4 separate regions of the Sus scrofa genome follow, and all the other regions are linked to region 4. A link is a contact called in public Hi-C and HiChIP or PLAC-seq data. All regions are on one chromosome and are shown on one strand. The core of a region is the stretch at or near the end of the contact, and the rest is flanking DNA. Distances in the headings are between cores, read along the strand shown.

Region 1 (4,682 bases), core at 703-3,202, 160 kb before region 4:
GTGCGGCCTGTGGTAACTGAAGAAAAAAATGCACAACTTAAAAGTTGAGACTTATGTTCTTTCGCGGACATTCTGAGGACTCGAGCCGCGGAGGCCGTCTCTCAGAGCACTCGGAGGGCCGGCTCCTGAGAGGTAAGGAGGAAGCCAAGGAATACGGGCGGTTTTGCCACAAAGACCAGGTAGTCGGAACTTCAAAAGATTGCTGTTGGAGTTTCCGTCATGGCTCAGCGGAAAACGAATCTGACTAGTATCCGTGAGGACTCAGGTTCGATCTCTGGCCTTGCTCAGTGGGTTAAGGATCAGCCGTTGCAGAGAGCTGTGGTGTAGGTCGCAGACGCGGCTAGTATCCCGCTTGGCTGTGGCTGTGGCCGTGGCCGTGGCCGTGGCTGTGGCCGGCAGCTACAGCTCCCATTAGACCCCTAGCCTGGAAACCTCCCCATGCCGTGGATGCAGCCCTAAAAAAAAAAAAAAAAAAAAAAAAAAGTTTGCTGTTAATTAAAGAAAGGAGTTTAGAGCTTTACTCTCTTTCCCTTCCTTTTCTTTTTAGCTAAAAAAAAAAAAACAAAGAAAAAAGGAAAATAAACACTTATATTGTGCGATATGCCGGGCCCCATTCTGGTCTTAGTTCTTCTAATTCTCATCACAACCCTCTGAGGATGTAAACTCCTATTATCTACATTTTACAGCCAAACTGAGGCACAGAGAGCCTCGGTTCCTGCCTGAGGTCCCACAGCTAGTTAGAGAGATCAGGGGTATCCACCCTGGCAGTTTGGCTGCAGGCTTTGCTGTCAGCCAGCTGGGTTGCTTCCAGTGATAAACTCAGCAAAAAAGGCCCTGAATAGCGATCATGCCTGTGGCCCATTATAGCAATTATGAGGTCTTTTTCCTTAGCTGTTTAATTTTGCAGGTTTGTTTTTGTCTGCTTTTTATTTTTTAAAATTTAATCTATTTATTTTTTAGGGCCACACCTGGGGCACATGGAAGTTCCCAGGCTAGGGGTCCAATTGGAGCTACAGCTGCCAGCCTCCACCACAGCCACAGCAATGCGGGATCCTTAACCCACTGAGTGAGGCCAGGGATTGAACCTGCATCCTCATGGATCCCAGTCGGGTTCATTAACCATTGACCCACGAAGGGAACTCCTGCTTTTTATTTTTATTTTTATTTTTTGCCATGCCCACAGCATGTTGAAGTTCCCCAGGCCAGGGATTGAACCCACATCACAGCAGTGACAACACCAGGTCCTTAACCACTAGGCCACCAGGGAGCTCCCTTGTCTGTTTTTTAGACTGGGATTTTTTGAGGGCAGGAGCTGTGTCTTGGTTTCCCCAGTGCCAGCATGGTCTGGCATATGGCAAATGCTGAAGACACACTGAGTGAGTGAATGAGTAAAAGAATCCAAGAAGGAAGGCAGGAATGAATGAATGAGTGTGTGGTTGACAGGTGCTGAGATAGAGGGAGGCACAGGATGTCAAGGAAGCCATGATGGACAGCCACTGCTTGGGCAGAGGCAGGAATCAGGCCTGACAGGGACTATCAGTCTCTTATTTTTTTGTCTTTTTAGGGCTGCACCGACGGCATATGGAGGTTCCCAGCTAAGAGTCAAATTGGAGCCACAGCTGCCAGCCTACACCACAGCCACAGCAACGCCAGAATGGAGCCTGGTTTGTGACCTACACCACAGCTCACGGCAATGCCGGATCTTTAACCCACTGAGTGAGGCCATGGATCAAACCCTTGTCCTCGTGAATAATAGTGGGGTTACCACTGAGCCATAACAGCAACTCCTATCAGTCTCTTCTGATAGTCCCTGCCCATAGCCTGAGTATCTGGGGCCGCAGCCTCCCCTCTTACTCCCACACCCCGACCCACAGACTCTCTGCCTTCCCCTCCAGTGAAAGGAGGCTCCTCCCTGGGCTCCAGGGCTTGTGTCTTGGGGGGCAGGCAGCCAAGTTCCACTTCTCTGCCTGTGGTCCCAACCCTCCCAGATCATCTGACTGCTCACTGGAGGCCCACAGTGGGGTGTGGCTGCGTTTAAGACCTTTGGCATTTCTTTTAGGAAAACAAAACAAAACTAAAGTAAAAACAAAGTTCCCGCTGTGGCAGGATGGGTTAAAGATCCAGCGCTGCTGCAGCTGGGACAAAGGTCACAGATGCGGCTCAGATTCAGTCCCTGGCCCAAGAAAGAAAGAAAGAAGGACGGAAGGAAGGGGAAAAAACCTAAAAACCAAACCGTCGCAGAACACACTAAAAAATTCTCTCATTTGCCTCCTGGGGGAAGGGGATGATCATAAACACCCAAGGTCCCTACTGCTGTGGACGTGTGCTCTTTTAGGCATAATAATAAAAGACTAGGCCCCACACTAAATGCTTTTGGGGCTTGCTCTCAATTAATCCCAATAATCCTGGGTTTAGGTACTACAATGAGTCTAATTTCACAGATTGGGAAAAGGAGGTTCAGAGAGGCTAAGGGACTTGCCCCAGGTTACACAACTACAGAGTACTTAATGCAAAGATTGCAAGTTATTTCTCGACTCTGAAGCTTATGATCTTATAGGTATCTAACCAGACTCTTCCTTGGCCTTGTCTGAGGATATGTCAATGTCCGTGGCCTTTCAGTAATTTTTTGTGCCAAAAACAGGCCAAAGTGAACCACTTTCTATAGAAAAGTCCCGGATGGACACTCCACATCTCTCTCTCTCTGCCCTCTCCCCTACGCCCTCAGTTGCAAAATGAGATACCATGCATGGGATCTTCTATGTTATTTCTGGGAGAAGGAATAGTATGCATTGTCATTTTTGTATTTTTTCCATATAGCTTGACTTTAAGAAATCATGAGCATTTATCTTTCAAAACAATGAAGTCATGAAGACATTACTTTAAAAATATGTGTGGAGGGAGTTCTTGTCGTGGCTCAGTGGTTAAAAAAACCCACCATTATCCACGAGGACTTGGGTTTGATCCCTGGCCTTGCTCAGTGGATTAAGGATCTGGTGTTGCCGTGAACTGTGGTGTAGGTCACAGACACAGCTCAGAGCTGCTGTGGCTGTGGCGTAGGCTGGCAGCTGTAGCTCCAATTCGACCCCCTAACCTGGCAAACTCCATACACCATGGGTGTGGCCCTAAAAAGACCAAAACATTTTTTTAATTAAAAATAAATATATGTGATTAACCTATTTTGCTCTGCCTGCCTGAAAGCTCAAAATTGAACTTTGTGCTCAATTGCATATTGAGTGTTTTTACCATTTCCCCCCACTCAGGGCCTGGAGTCAGAAAGCCTGGGTCTGAATCCTGACTCTGCCATTTACTATCAGTTTTGGTAAGTTAGTGAACCTCTCTATACTTTAGTTTCTTGATTTATAAAGGGGGGGGGGTGAGAATATCTGCTTCATTAGGTTATGGTGATTAAATTATACTGGTTACTCATCTAGGACAATGCTTGGATCATAGTAAAAGTCTATAAATGTTAGCTATTTTGCGATTTTATTAGATTTTCATTGACTGAATTTCATTGTCAAGCCATTTTTCAGGAAGGGCTCATGGATCCCTTCACTTCCCTATGTCTCACCCTTCAGTTACCATCTGTTTTTGGTGTCTTCTACTCCTGACATTTCTATAACACCCCATGGGACCTTTTAATTGTATATAAATTCCACTGTTTTGTGTTTCATCAAACCCTGGATGCCACTGATTGTAATCTGTACCATTAGTATGTCCACTTAAGAAAGAAAATTTTTGAAGACAGGATTGATTCTAAAATACATCCCACTTCCAGAGATGTTCGAAAGTGGAGGGATAGAAGTATAGTTTTTAATCCATGAATATGGTAAGAATGATCTGATCCTTTATTCTTGACTTGGGCGCTCCTTGGCTGGGAACTGTCTCTGTTCCTTCGGTGGCATCAGTATCAGTTGACTGGGTAACTCTTCCACCTGGCCCAGTGCCACCTTGGGTCAGTTCCAGGCAAGCCCATCTAAGCTTGTCCACACACACAGCTGGTGTAAAGGGCTTAGGTTTCCCCTGGATGTGGCAGTTTGTAACCTGACCTGATGTTCATCTTTAAAGCCAGTGGCTCTGAGGTCAGCTGACTTTCTCACCTTCAGTGACTGCTTTGGGGCTTCCTGCTTCAGCTTAAGTTGAATCGTTTGAGATAAGTTCCTAAGGAGAGTCATGTGGAGGGAAAAACAAATGGAATATCCAGTGTAATTTTCCCAGGCATTGGGCAAAGGACAGGGCTTAAGTCATTTTTTTTCTGTGTGGGTTTCAATCCCCAAATATTTGGAGTCATTCCTTCTAGTTACAAGATACAGTGAAAGGAGAAGTGTGTTGGGAAAGGTTGAACCTGACCTCAGGGCTAGCCCCGTGGCATGGGCAGACTCACAAAGGGACTAACTTGGGAGTCTGAGGTTGACTGAGTGCCTTTCCTAAAGTCTAGCACCCATTCAAGGCCATTTTGGAGAGAAACAGGACTCGAGACAGAGTAATTAGAAGTTAAGCCCTGGATGTTTTTTCTTAGCTCTATGACCTTGCAGAGTGAGTTGGTCTTTTTGAACCTCCACAACTATAATATAAAATGGGGATAATACTTCAAAATCCTTGGGAAGCACCAGGAATAGCAATGAGCACCACTGCCAGTGCTCAATAAATGGTAGTAAAACATGCTGAATGCCTGCCAGGTACCT
Region 2 (4,816 bases), core at 1,775-4,274, 170 kb before region 4:
TCCTGCTGCTCAGAAGGGGGTGCAGACCATCCAGAACCATTTCCCAGAATGCACAGGCGCAAACTCCATTCCCATGAGCCTCTGTCCCTAGGCATGGTGGAGGGAAGGCCGGGAATGGGCTGTCTCGAGATGCCCTTTGCTTTGCTATTTGTGCCTCAGAGCAGTGACCTTGAAGTCCATCTAGCCCAAGCTCCGATCGGGAGGTAAAACCCCATCCTGCCACCCCCCAAGGTCCAGCTCTTGCTTGAACACCTCCAGGGACAGGGAGTGCCCTTCCCAAGAAGGCAGCCCTAACAGGCTACCCCTTCCACATTGTATTAGCTCAAGCCCTCCGAGCCCTCATCAGTCCCTTGACAGAAACAGGGCCACACATAACAGGAATTGGCTTTCTCTGGCTCTGTTCCCAGCAGCTCTTGCCAGACCTTCCAGGACTGCCCTGCAGGTGTGTCACAGGTGCTCCGTCTTGGAGGCATGCTTCCCAAAACTCAACCACCCACTTTAAAAATGCTGACTTTTGGAGTTCCCGTCGTGGCGCAGTGGTTAACGAATCCGACTAGGAACCATGAGGTTGCGGGTTCGATCCCTGCCCTTGCTCAGTGGGTTAACGATCCGGCGTTGCCGTGAGCTGTGGTGTAGGTTGCAGACGCGGCTCGGATCCTGCGTTGCTGTGGCTCTGGCGTAGGCCGGTGGCTACAGCTTGATTCGACCCCTAGCCTGGGAACCTCCATATGCCGCGGGAGCGGCCCAAGAAATAGCAACAACAACAACAACAACAAAAGGCAAAAAGACAAAAGACAAAAAAAATAAAAAAATAAAAATGCTGACTTTTCAAAAAACCAAATCTTCAATGTCCATGGGAGATATGAAGCCACCACACTGTCATAAAGCCACCATAGATTAACTGTGCTGATGCGCCTTCTGGTACATTCATGAAATTGTCCACTCCTGGGATTCCAATCCCCCATATCACCTTTTCCCCTTGCCCTACCCTTGAACTTAGGTTCTTCAAAAGTCTTTTCTTAGGACGACTTCTTCCCAAGAAGCCCTAGTGCAAAGAGACCCTCACGAATATTCCCCTCCAGAATGACAACTGGTGCAGCTACTACAGAAAACAGTATGAAGATTCCTTAAAAAACTAAAAATAGCGTCACCATATGATCCAGCATCCTACTCCTGGACATATATCCAGATAAAACTATAATTCAAAAAGATTCATGCACCCCTATGTACACAGCAGCATCGTTTACAGCAGCCAAGATATGGAAACAACCTAAATGTCCATCAACAGAGGAAGAGATATGACGATGTGGTGTGTATATACAATGGAATACTACCAGCCATTAAAAAGAATGAAATAATGCTATTTGCAGCAACGTGGATGGACCTCGAGAGTCTCGTACTAAGTCAGAAAAAGACAAATGCCATACGATATCGATTATATTGGAATCTTTTTTTTCCATTGTACCCACAGTATATGGGATTCCTCGGCTAGAGATGGAATCAGAGTCACAGCTGTGACCTATATCACACCTATACCAGATCCTTAACCCATTATGCCACAACCGGAATCCCTACAGAATCTAAAATATGATACACACACAAAAATGACACAAATGAACTTATCCACGAAACAGAAACAGACTCACAGACATAGAGAACAGATTTGTGGTTGCCGAGGGGAAGGAGGGGTAGAGAGGGGGAAATTGGGAAGTTGGGACTAGCAGATGCGAACTATTATATATAGAATGGATAAATGACAACGCCCTACTACACAGCACAGAGAACTACACTGAATATCCTGTGATAAACCATAATGGAAAAGAACGTGAAAAAGAATATATACACATATAACTCGATCACTTTGCTGTACAGCAAAAATGAATACAGCATCGTAAATAAACTATATCTCAATAAAATAAATTACAAAAAAGAAAAAAATCTTCCCCTTTAATCCTTCAGGCCTGCTCTGACAGGCCTAGATCCTAGAGTAAAATCAGCCTAGGCAATAGTAATGGCTAAAATTCACTCATTCATTCATTCATTCAATTCATTCAACAAGTATTTCCTGGGTTCCTAGTTTTCACCAGACAGTTTTCTAGATGTTAGAGATACAGCAGTGCCCAAAGAAAGACAACAGACAGAATCTCTGCCTTCATGGAGCCCAAATTCTGGAAGAGTCTCTAGTGCTTATCAGACGCCAAGCTCTGCTATAAGCATCTTCTGAGTCCGAACTCATTTAATCCTCACAATAACTCTGTACGTTATTATACACCCAGTTTACAGGTGAGGAAATTGAGGCAACAAGATAAGGTACCTTACCTGGTAATAATAATGACCATCATTTCCTGCGTCCTTTCGCCACGTCAGCCGTGGGGGGAAGGGGAGGTATTTTACTGGAATGAGTCTCCCTGCCTCCTGGGAGCCTGGAGGGAAAGCAGAGGAGAGAGGCACCCATCCAGAGGGGCCGGCACTGGGCGCAGAGGGACACCTCCTTGCAAAGCCAGTCAGCTGGGTGCTCAGTCCACGCTGGGGCTGGGTCACCACCCAGTAACTTCAGGCTCCACCTGGGAAGCAAGTGGAGCCCTCAGCTTCTGTAGCTTCCAGGGGGTGACACTGTTTCAGGGCCCAGAAATGATCCGAATCTGGGAAATATTATTGTCTGCAAACCTTGTACTGGAAACATCACGGGGGAGCAGGTTGGCAGCGAGGAGGGAAAAATTAATACCTGCGTGTCTGCAGGGAAAATCACGGGCCTGGGGGGCCCAGAGTGCTGAGTTCCAGTCCCGCGCCTCTCAGGATGGGCTGCTCTGCCTTGTCAAAACACACCCCTCTCCCAGGTCCGGATTTCCCCATCTGTGACCGTTCGGGGTCTGATTTCGGGCAGAGGGTAGGCAAGAGCAAGGTCAGAGGTCTTGTTCTGCTTCCCCTGCTCCTCATCAGCCAGGGAAGGGGGTCCCGGGGGTGGGGGTGGAGGGCGGCCAGGGAAGCGGGCTCCGGCTCTGCTCGCGCGTCCGGGGAAGGCGGGCTCGGCCGCCCCCTGCCGGCCGGGAAGCTCCCAGCGGCCCGAGATCCAGGTCTGCTGAGCTGGGCACTGGATTATGTCACTCGGGAGAAAGGAAATGAGTCATCACCCCCCGGGGGCCTTAGGGCGGCCGGGCCAGTGAGGAGTCGCGGCCACAGGAACCCGGGACAATGGCGGGAAGTGAGAGGAATGTGGGCCTGGCTGCAGCAGCGCGGGCCCCCTCCGTGACCCCTGACCCCAACCCAGCAGAAAGCCTCACACTCCGGGGGGGATAGCTGGGGGCGGGAGGGCAGTTGGAGGCAGCCGGGTGGGGTGGCTGGAGGACGATGGGGTAAAGCCATATGGGGGCGCCCCAACCTGAAGAACCGGCAGGTCATCTTTCCATCGGCCTAGCCCGGCCCCCTAGTGGCTCCCCATTGTCCCTGGAATAGTGCTCAAACTTGACGGAAGATCAGAATAATCCCATGGGCTGGTTAAAACCCAGATCTCCAGGCCCCCCACCAGAGTAGGTCAGGGCTGGGGCAACAGCAGTGCATTTTTAACAAACTCCTAGTAGCTGATGCTGAGGCAGGAGTCCTGGGACCACGACCCAAGCCACTTAGCTGGCCTATTGTTCTGTGTGTCCAGCCTCACCTCTCTCCACTTCCTACCTCCTGCACACATGCTCTAGCAAGACTCAACTACTTGCTCTTTGCTATTTCTTTCTTCTGTGTGTTTACACTGGCTGTTTCCTTTGATGGAAATACCTTCCCCTCATTTCACTGCTGCCCAAACTGGCTGACTTCTACCAACACTTAAAAATCTCCTCCATGATGTACATCAAAGGGCACAAATAACAGAGTGAAGAGGCCGCCCACAGGTCAGGAGAAAATACTTGCAAACTCTACACGATAAGGGGTCGCTATCCAGAATATATAAAGAACTCCTATGAACCAACAACCAAAAAACACGCCACAGGATTTTTAAACGGGCAAAGGATTTGAATAGACATTTCTCCAAAGAAGATCCAGGAATGGCCCATAAGCCCAAGAAAACATACCCGATATCGCTAATCTTTAAAGAAATGCAAATCAAAACCGCAATGAGATACCACTTCACCCATTAGGATAGCTATTATGGAACACCAAGTCATCTGAAGTGTTGAAAAGGATGTGGAGAAACTGGAACACTTGTGCACTGTTGGCGGGGACGCAAAATGGTGTGGCTGCTGTCAAAAACAGTATATGGTGGTTGCTCAAAATGAGGAATATGATCCAGTGATTCTATTTCTGCATATATACCAGAAAGAATTGAAAGCAGATACTTGAAGAGATATTTGTACTCCCATGTTCATAGCAGCTTTATTCACAGCAGCTAAAAGGCAGAAGAAATCCAAGTATCGATTGACTGAAAGGATAACAAAATGTGGAGTATAAATACAATGGAATATTATTTAGACTTAAAAAGGAAGGAAATTCTGCAGTTCCCACTGTGGCGGATCCAGCCTTGCAGCAGCTGTGGCATAGGTCACAGCTGCAGTTTGGATTTGATCCCTGGCCTGGGAACTTTCACATGCTTAGGGTGCTGCCCCCCCCCAAAAAAAAGGAAGGAAATTCTGACACATAATACAACATAGACGAACCTTGAAGACATGAAGCTAAGTGAAATAAGCCAGTCACCAAAGGACAAAAATGATAAGTTTCCACTCATAGGAGGTACCGAGGCAGTCAAATTTTAGAGGCAAAAGAATTGCCAGGGGCAGAGTGGGGAAGGGGAGGTTGGGGAGTTACTGTCTAATGGGTAGTTTCAGTTTTT
Region 3 (4,902 bases), core at 1,622-4,121, 130 kb before region 4:
GATACAAACTACACAGTGTAGTGTTTAACTCTGTATCCAAATAATTTTTTAAAAAACAAAGAAACAAAAACCTGTTTAAAAAAACAAAACAAAACGACCTTTAAAAGGCCAAAGTTCTTTTAGATTATTTGGCGACTACCTAGTAACTTTATACTATATCTAGGAAATAACAATGAGACCTAAATACCGCCCCCATTTTTTTTAATTCAAAAGGCTACCTAGTGGATAGGTATCTACCTATGGATAGGTTCTACCTTATGCAGTTATGCTAAGAAGCTCTATCCATCCCTTATAAGAGAGGACTGGAAAGTTTTCAAAATGATTCAAGATGAAGTAAAATACAGATAAATGAAAGGCAGACCACTCATCTATGACACTACTGTGAGTACGAAAACAAAACACCATTGGACTGAGAATAAGAACTTCTGAGTTCTACATCCCACAGTTAAAATAAAAATTGGACATGAGGACTTCCTGCTGTGGCGCAGCAGGCTAAGAATCCAACTTCAGCAGCTCAGGTCACTGTGGAGGTGCAGGTTTGATCCCAAGGCCCTGGAGCAGTGGGTTAAAGGATCTCACGTTGCTACAGCTGCAGGTCAGATTCAATCCCTGGACTTCCACATGCCACAGGTGTGACATAAAAACAAACAAAAAAACTGGACATGAATTTTGTTTTCTGTTTAAAACTGTTACTAAAACCAGGATCAGGGAATTCATCGTGGCACATCGGAAAAGAATCCAACTAGGAACCACGAGGTTGCGGGCTCTATCCCTGGCCCCGCTCAGTGGGTAAGGATCCAGCATTGCCATAAGCTGTAGTGTAGGTCGCAGACAGGCTCGGATCCTGCGTTGCTGTGGTGGAGGCCTGGAGGCCGGCAGCTGTAGCTCCGATTAGACCCCTAGCCTGGGAACCTCCATATGCTTCAGGTGCAGCCCTGAACAGCAAAAAAAACCCCCAAAAAACAGCGTCGGGAGTTCCTGTTGTGGCTCAGCAGAAATGAACATGAGGATACAGGTTCAAACCCTGGCTCCACTTAGTGGGTTAAAGCATCTGTTGCTGCTGTGAGCTGTGGTGTAGGTCACAGACAAGGCTGGGATCTGGCATGGCTGTGGCATAGGCTGGCAGCTGTAGCTCCAGTTTGACTCCTAGCCTGGGAACTTCCATATGCTGCAGGTGTGGCCCTAAAAAGCAAAAAAGCCAAACAAAAAACAACCCAGGGTTAAAGCCCCCTCCTAACTTGCCATCCAACTGTATCCCTAAGAGGACAAAAGTCCAGAATTCTAAGATAGCTGTCTCTAAATATAAGAATTTACCAACATACAGTATAGGGGGCCTTTTAGCTATTGTTTCTCCCTTTCTCTGGAAATACCTCCTGCCAGTGTTTAATAAAGGCATACATTTAGTTGAAGAATAAGGAAATGCAAAGGCTCTCAGCTCAGTAGCTACCTCCAATTTTCATTTATTTAACAGCGGTAATTTCAGTGCTGGGCTTTGAGAAAGGGTGGGGAGATGCTAAATCTATTTTAATAAAAACTGCATATATTTAAATAAGGTGTATAACTTGACTTGCTAAGTTTAAATGTTTAGTAACACATCAATCAATGATTAGCACCCCCAACTTCCCCCAAAGTTGTTCCAGTTATTTCACCTTGTGAGAGGACTTAAAAAAATGTGAGGTGTTTTCCACTGAGCCACTGGGTACGTCCTGACACAGGACCGCCAACATCTATCAGCCGGTTTTCAGCTCGGCAGGGCTGGCCGCTAAGCGTTTCTAGACAGCCTTTTCAAGAGTTTGCTCCTCCGTAGATGAGCTTTTCTTCGGTCACTCCACCCAACCACCCTGCTCCTCCCAACTCTTAAGTGCACGAAAGATAACTGAGACTCCTCCCCTGAGCCGCCTGCTGCCTTTCTTAACGCCACACCAATTAAAAAAAAAAAAAAAAAATATATATATATATTGCTTTTTCCAGGCTGAAGGCAGCTCTTCGGCTGCACTTCCCCTTATAGTGATTGGTATACACGAAGACCCATCCTTTCATAACAGCTCAGAACACACAAGTGTACTTTTCCCCACTGGAAACTTGTAAGCGTCCCGAAGACTTACCCAGCCCGCTCCGGCCCACTCCAGGCCCCAACCCCCGAGCCAAGAGAATCCCTGCAGAACAGCCCTGCGCAGACCTCCGATGAGACAGCTAGGATCCCCACGAGTGTGTATCCATCCCGGGCCACATGATCACTACAGCCCTCCACTCGGCGCCCAGAATCTCTTTGCCTCTAAGATCCGCGCACTGCCTTCCGCCGTGCCCGGCGCACAGTAGGCGCGGCATCAAGGCTGAACCCATTTACCCTCAACGACACCCACTCACAGGGCCGCTTCTTCCCTCTGCGCTCTAAGGCTTGGCTCAGGCTCACTCCACTTCCTCAGACTCAGAGCCTCCTCGGGAGAGTCCCTGCCTCTCCTAAACTCCCGCGGGCTCACCGGCACCCCTCGCCCATCGTCCCATTCCTCACCGATCTCTTTCTCGTTGACCCTCGGGGGAAAGCTGGCCATCTATGGGGTACCGTCCGATTCCGGGGAAGCGATGCGGACGCAACGACAGAGAAGGGAAGGTTGAGCGCCGAGGGGCGTGACGCGGTCTGGGTCCCTCCCGGTCCCAGGGACGGAGGGGAGGGGCGGGGCGGTCGCGGCGGCTTCTGCCGACTGCCCCGGGAAAGCTCCGGAGGCCTCGGACCAAACTACGGCGTGAAACACAAACAATAGCCCCTGCTCCCTGCCTCACGCCCACGGAGTCAGACACTTCCCTCTACGCCGCGGACAGCAAACGAGACACTGGAGACAAAATGGCGGTCGGCGCGGTTAATATCAGGGATGCGGGGCGGGGTCTGGTGACGTAAAAGCGCTATGCCCCGCCTCCCGACGTTCGGGACGTGACGGCCAAGGCTTGGTGCCCCGCCCTCCCGCCGGGTGCTCTAGGGCGTTGTCCTGGGGACTGGACCTGGGAGCCGGAAGAGGGCGGGGGCGGTAGAGGAGGGGTGCGACCCCAGTCCAGGCCCAAACGCCGGGCTGGAGCCTACTGACTGCTTTTAACTGCGTCTCTTTTTTCGGCCGGGGGCCCAGCATGGTGTTTATAACTTGAAGCGCCTTTAAAAAGGCAAATAGAGAATTGTGTAATACACGTTAGCCCACAGTGTAAAGATTGCGTGGCATTTAAGCTGACTGAACTGAAAAGAACAAAAAAAGGCATTCCAGACTTCAATTCTATTTGGCCTCTTCCCCGGCCCTCAAATGGCAGGGAACTGGGGGTGGCACTGTTGAAAACAATGAGATGACATCGCTCTGTACCACATGTCCGGCCGTGAGCGTTCTTATGAGAGCTAGCAGATTTTTGGAAGGGCCGAAGTGACCCGGCTTGAGGAAGGGGGAGACCTGGGCTGGATGGTGTCCTGCCCCACCACAAGGCCTCCTGGGGCTGCCTTCGTCCTGGCTAATCCCTGCAGCCGGCCTGCCCGGAGGCTGCAGCGAGGCTGGCGGTCGGCTGTGTCCTGACCACTAGCCGAGGCAGATCCCACCGTGTCTGCTTAGAAGCGGCCCATTCTGCAAGGCTGCTTTCCAAGGTCTAGGCCTCTGGGAGGCAGCTAGCTATTTACACTGCAGTGCTGATAAATGTGTGTGTATCTGCCAAAAGCCAAGTTGGTTCCATTCAAAGACGATATCTTTGCATTTTAATGGGTTCTTCTGTGGGCATTAAACCTAGTTCCAAAGGAAGACGTCTAAGGCTGGGAATTTCAAATATGCAACAGACACCAATGGGAGAGGAGTTGTGCCTAGCCAGACTCTTTCGAGAGATCTCAAATGACAGCACCTACAGCATGACTTCTTCATCTTTTTCTTTGCATAAGGATAAGTCTTCCAATAGTGAAATATTTAATAACAGGTACAAGAAATCATCCCCCTCTCCTTTTTTTTTTGTCACATACAGTCAACATATTTATTGATGGCTTACTTTGTGCCATACACTGAGGCTAGTTGTCAAATATCTAGAGTAGAACAAAAGAAAATAGTGCAGTCTAGTATCTTCAATAGCAACATTTCTATCAGTCCCTGTTGATTCTTTAAACCAACTGCTATTTCCTCTCTTCACATGTACTGTATCTACTGTTACAAAGTCATGGGAAATACCAGTTCTTTAAGTGCCTGCATTGTTTTGGTGGCTTTTTCATACAATTGTTTAATTCCATTGTAATTTATTACTGCTAGCCAACAGACTTCCAGACCATTTCTCAACTGGCAAAGTATGACAATGGAATGAAAAATAATTTTAATGATTTATGTACTCATTAGTGATACTGTCTAATATTTATTGGGTCAGGTACTGTGCCATATAAGGGCTTCTGTGGATTAACCCATTTAATATCCACGCCAGTATGAGTAGTGTATTCATTACTCATGTTTTACAGACAATTAGTAACTTTAAAGTAGTCACAGAGTTGCTGAGTGACAAGGTGTTTGATTTCAACCCAAGCTTGTTTGACTGCCCTGTCCCACTTCCAAGCTGCCTTGTCTCTCAGAAATGAAGCCTAGCTTGAGAAGCAAATATATACCTAGCACTTCACATCCGTGTTTGCTGTGTTAATATCAAACCTGTATATCCCATAAAGTTGAGATTCTCTGTCGTTTTCCACAACTTTTTTCTTTTCCTCGCTCTCCCTAGGTTATGACAACCTCTCTTTGGGGTTTAACTACCAGCTTTATGTGAAGACTCTCAAGTCCAGAACTGACTTCTTTCTTGAGCTTCAAGTTTGCATGTTCAAATACTTATAATAAAGCTGAACATGTCAAGACTGAAAACATCATCTTCTCTCTGAAAGCTGCTCTGTCTTTTATAGTCCTTACCTTAGTG
Region 4 (4,736 bases), core at 1,858-4,357:
GGAGCTGGTCCCTTAAGGGGGGCTCTGGAGTGGGATGAGCCCTTCAGGTGGTCCAGCCTGAGGCCTGCATCTACAGATCATTTGTGCAAGCTCTCCTGGCAATGCTGTGACCTGGCTCTAGGTAGCTCCCTTGCTGATGGCAATTCCTGGAAAGGGTAGAAGCCTTGAGAGCTATTGGCCACCCAGCGCTCCCAGCAGCTGGGGAAATGGGTGTCTCAGTCCTAAGAAGTTGCTTGCTTCTTGGTATCCTGGATGTGGAGAAGTGGGTAGGATAAAGCGAATGCATCTGGAACAAGATGCTTGACGAAAAAAATTGCAGATGGTTGCCAGGCCAAAGAACAGAGGGTGAATGAAAGAGATGTATTTAAAACTATACCAGGAGTTCTGTTGTGACCTCGCGGGTTAAGGATCTGGTGTTGTCACTGTTATGGCTTGTGTTCGATTCCTGGCCCAGGACCTTTTGCATGCCTCAGGCACGGCCAAAATAAAACAAAAACTGAAACAAACAGTATAAGTTCCCCTAAACACTCTTGTGTGGGACCGTGCAGTGTGGGAGATACTAGGACATTAATTCTAGTCTACTCTGAATCCCATGTCTTTCTACTAGACCAGAGCTAGGCAAATTGGTGCTCCATGGGCTAAATTCAAATAGCAGATGAGTTTTGTTTGGCTGCACCATGTTTAAGAAAATGTGAATTGGCTGCCACTGTGTAAAAACTGGAAGACTTTATATGTAAATTCAGGTCTCCAGCTTCTCTTGAGGAACCAAGGAAGATCTAGCAACACTGTGTCAAGGTTCCTGCATGGCGGGAATTGAGGGTCAGCTGCCCTTTTACATGAGGGAATATACTCTATAGTTCACCCCAGTCTCTGCGTATGAACTTCTTTGGCATTTTTATTTAGAATTCCTGCTATACTATGCATGGTATATATAATAGGCATTTAGGCACTCGATATTGGTTCAGTGGAATTGAATACATTTAATTGGAGAGGAAGTTGGAGTGAGGTCTAGATCTCCAAGTGCAATGAGTGCCTTGGCACTCAGGGGAGGCACCAGGACAAGTGCTGATTGGGATAAATTAGTGTCATGCTGGCTGGAGCCTGAGTGAAATGAGACAAACAGAGGGAAAAGTGAAGTTTGGGTATCTTATGAGAGAGTTAGGGTGGGGAGTGGAAAAGGAAGCAGAGGGACTTTGGCAATGGAATGTCACTGAGGCAAGGGAGCCAAGGGTTCCGGCAGTTACATCTAGTCAAGCAAAGATGAGAGGAAAGGACAGGAAAAAAGCCATGCCAAAAGGAAAGTGATCAGGGACTTTCTCACCCTCAAGAGAAAAGGAAAGACAGATTGTGGGTCTCGAAGTTTAGCACTGAAATGCAAGCATTGGGATACTTCTGGGGAGTGTCTGAGAGCTTTTCTAGGGGTCCTAGTTGGGGAAGGCATATATGGGCATTGATTTAATATTCATCCTTTTCTTCCACACTCATCATTTCTGACATCATCTAAAAGAAATTAGTCAGTATTCATGTTGCATCCTTAAGGGATGTACAATAGAACCATCCAGACTCTGTTCTCCTGTTCTATTGGAATGAAATATTAATTAACTTAATATGTATTTTGGATAATTACCAGCTGGCAGATATTGGAAACTTCTCCCACAGATATGTTTTTCTGGATATGTGCTATTGGTTCCGGGATTTTTTTTTTTTTTGGTCTTTTTGCCTTTTCTAGGGCCGCTTCCATGGCATATGGAGGTTCCCAGGCTAGGGGTCCAGCCGGAGCTGTAGCCACCAGACTACGCTAGAGCCACAGCAACGCCAGATGAGCCGAGTCTGTGACCTACACCACAGCTCACGGCAATGCCGGATCCTTAACCCACTGAGCAAGGGCAGGGATCGAACCCACATCCTCATGGTTCCTAGTCGGATTCGTTAACCACTGCGCCATGACAGGAACTCCGGTTCGGGGATTTTTCTGTGACAAAATTAAAATTCTAGTTTCACTGTCTGCCTTGTCACCCAGTTAGTATCCTGCCATGTGGCCTAATGGGCTCTTAATTGGTATGTGCTCAGAATGTGTAAGCTCATTTTATCATTAGACTAAGTAAAATGTATGGAGGAAGATGGATTTAAAAATAACTCATTCCAAAGTTCAGTCGGATATAGATAGATCATCCATTGTTTGGATATAACTGTCTTCCTGGAAAACCTTAATGACCCAATTCCACATGAAATAATTTTAACTCTTGTATTGGGGGCTTAGGAAACACCTTTGTTTCAGAAGAGCCACAATCTGTCTCTATTGTCCTTGGGGTCAAACCACCTGGGTTTGCATCCTGACTCTGCTACCCACCAACCAACTCTGTGACTTTAGGCAAATCAAGGAACCTCTTGTGACCCAGCCTCATTAGATGAGGATAATGATACCTATTGGAAAGGCTCATTACATGAGATGATAAATGTGTTTAATTAATAATGTATGCGAAACCCTTAAAGGCTTTTTGAGGATGGTGAAACTTGAATCTTTCTGTTATCAACTGCGCAAAAGTTTTATTAACTTGGGTGCCTATGAGTTTAATAGAGGAAGTCCGGACTGGGATTCCGGAGTCTTGAGTTCTTTGACTGCCATATAGCACCGGGATTTAAGAGAACGTTAAAAAAAAACAACAAAAAACACCGAATCTCCTTTGGCTTTACTTTTTCCTGTTTCTCAGTAGGCTATAGTGGCTACGAAGGGCCTGGAAACCTAAGGTTGTGTGCCTTAGCTTTTGCGAGAGCTTAAGGCAGAGCACAGTCTCTCGCAAAATTAGCGGCAGAGACCTGCGTGCGAGAGAAATGCTAGCCCCGGGGCGCCTCTAACTTCCAACCCGGGGAGCAATCCAAACCCGGAGGCCGGCGGGGGAGGGGGATCTTGAGGTGGCGGTGGGATGGGAGCGGATGCTCCCCGGTCGGCTTGGACTCTCGCCAGCAGCAACCGGAGCCGGAGTCGAGTTGAGCCCAGCGGCGAAGAGGGACGCGCGCCTCCGGGCCCAGAGGAGTTAGGTGACGTCACCTCCAGGAGGACTCGCTTTTTCATTAATGAAACCGGCCGGCGCGGGCGCATGCGCGGCAGGCCCCCTTCCCTCTCGCTTCCCCCTCCCCTTTCCCAGCCGCGCTCTCAATCTCGAGCTCGCTCGCTCTCCCTCTCCCCGGGCCGTGGAAAGGATCCCACTTCCGGTGGGGTGTCATGGCGGCGTCTCGGACTGTGATGGCTGTGGGGAGACGGCGCTAGTGGGGAGAGCGACCAAGAGGCCCCCTCCCCTCCCCGGATCCCCCCTCCCCGCCCCCCCTCCCCCCAGCCTCTTCGCCAACGCCCCCTTCCCCTCTCCCCTTCCCGGTGGGGCGCAGGCCCCCCATCCCCACCCCCGTGGGAACGTTCGGAGCCTACACTCCTCAGACCCCCTCCTTGTCTCTCCCCTCACCTCAGCCCCCGCTCCCCGCCCTCTTCCCGGCCCTGGGCGCCGGCCGCCTGGTCCCTCCGCCGCCCCCCGGTCGCGGGGAGGACATGGCCGCGCACAGGCCGGTGGAATGGGTCCAGGCCGTGGTCAGCCGCTTCGACGAGCAGGTAACGGGCCCGTGGCAAGCGGGAGGTGGGAGCGGAGTGGGGGTGGGGACGGAGTGGGTGAGGGGAGGAAGGAGCGGCCGCCTCCCCCGCGGCTGCCTCGGGCTCCAGAGGAAAGGCTGGGGGGATAAGTGGGGGTGGCCTAGGGGGAGGTGCGGGGAAGAAGGGGACGGCTGGTGGCTCGGGCTCCCCTTCCCTCCTAAGTCGGGGGGGTGGGGCCTTTTCCCTCACCACCCCCCCGACCCTCCATCCTCTTTATCCCAGCCCTTCCGCTTGCTAATAGGGATGAGTGACCTGGGGGCGCTTTCTGGGGCTCTCCATCTGGATTTAATCATCCCCTCTTACTTTTTTTTTTTTCGTTGACGGAGCTGGGTAACATTTAGGGGTTTCCTCTTATTCAGTGGTCCTCCTAACTGGGGGAAAGTAGCTGAAGGAACCCCAAGGCCCGACCTGTGTACCCCCAATGGAAGAACAGTAACATCTCGCCCCTCCCCCAGTTTCTTTAGCTTCCTCTCTTGGAGGGGAAGACTGGAAGAAAGCAGGGAAAGCATAGGTTTTCTTACTTTCTGCTCCATCGTCTCAGCCCGCCCGGAGAGCTCCAAGTGCACACACACTGCACATCTTTTTGATGCCCTACGCGGGCGTCCCCCCAAATCCTGATGATACCAGGCTAGCTTTTACATTGCTTTTGGCAGTGGAAACCTTGGTTCTAGTTCCCCCCTCCCTCTGAAATATTTTCTTTTTTCCCCCTCTTCTTTGGTAGTTGCAGTCTCCACCTCCCACCCCACCCGCGTTTTTTGCCAGCGGTCTGAGAATGTGAATATTGCTTTCTGTAGTGGGAATCTTGGGGATTAAGGGGAGGAAAGTGAAAGGAAAGTGGGAAACTGCATCTGAGCCACTGACAACAGCAAGCAAAGACAGCTGGGAAGTGGTCCTGGAGCTGGTAATTCTGCTAGTGTTTTGTTTTTGTTTTTAGCTCTCACCTCTTGGTTGACGAGAACTTTCATTGAGAATATTTGAGATGGGAAAAAAAAAAGTTTCATAGTTTGGGGAGATGCCTTTTTATTCCCTTAGCTTCAAACTCTAAATCCTGGGGCTGATTGGAATGAATGCACCCATGGCCTTTTGTCAGTAGGAT

What was found. A called contact is a pair of places that touch in the nucleus more often than the background predicts. HiChIP or PLAC-seq counts read pairs in DNA pulled down with a chosen protein or histone mark.
Region 1: an H3K27ac HiChIP or PLAC-seq map of alveolar macrophages shows a contact between it and region 4. The contact joins the enhancer-like site here to the promoter of NF1 in region 4. A contact is called at or near these places in 1 of 5 promoter capture datasets (liver), 7 of 47 Hi-C or Micro-C datasets (alveolar macrophages, embryonic fibroblasts, heart right ventricle and 2 more) and 2 of 2 datasets of contacts at active chromatin or transcription factors (alveolar macrophages and skeletal muscle).
Region 2: a contact with region 4 is called in a Hi-C map of skeletal muscle, with 5 times the contacts expected there. The contact joins the promoter of KSR1 here to the promoter of NF1 in region 4. A contact is called at or near these places in 1 of 5 promoter capture datasets (liver), 7 of 47 Hi-C or Micro-C datasets (alveolar macrophages, embryonic fibroblasts, heart right ventricle and 3 more) and 2 of 2 datasets of contacts at active chromatin or transcription factors (alveolar macrophages and skeletal muscle).
Region 3: an H3K27ac HiChIP or PLAC-seq map of alveolar macrophages shows a contact between it and region 4. The contact joins the promoter of WSB1 here to the promoter of NF1 in region 4. A contact is called at or near these places in 3 of 47 Hi-C or Micro-C datasets (embryonic fibroblasts, heart right ventricle and skeletal muscle) and 2 of 2 datasets of contacts at active chromatin or transcription factors (alveolar macrophages and skeletal muscle).

Annotation. Positions count from the first base shown.
Region 1 is chr12:43,907,116-43,911,797 of Sscrofa11.1, reverse strand. No RefSeq gene overlaps it. Among named protein-coding and RNA genes, the nearest start is that of KSR1, 18 kb to the left of the region's middle. Within about 2 kb of position 1,952, at least 32 of the 83 cell types and tissues checked have an H3K27ac peak or open chromatin away from gene starts, as enhancers often do. A contact at or near this core is called in alveolar macrophages, liver and retroperitoneal adipose tissue, where this site is marked.
Region 2 is chr12:43,925,430-43,930,245 of Sscrofa11.1, reverse strand. KSR1 (kinase suppressor of Ras 1) reads right to left here and starts at 3,024. Exons shown (of 19, transcript XM_021067472.1): 1 at 2,320-3,024.
Region 3 is chr12:43,883,084-43,887,985 of Sscrofa11.1, reverse strand. WSB1 (WD repeat and SOCS box-containing protein 1) reads right to left here and starts at 2,871. Exons shown (of 9, transcript XM_021067462.1): 1 at 2,513-2,871. The coding sequence starts at 2,552.
Region 4 is chr12:43,752,576-43,757,311 of Sscrofa11.1, reverse strand. It overlaps NF1 (neurofibromin), which reads left to right and starts at 3,107. Exons shown (of 59, transcript XM_021067460.1): 1 at 3,107-3,601. The coding sequence starts at 3,542.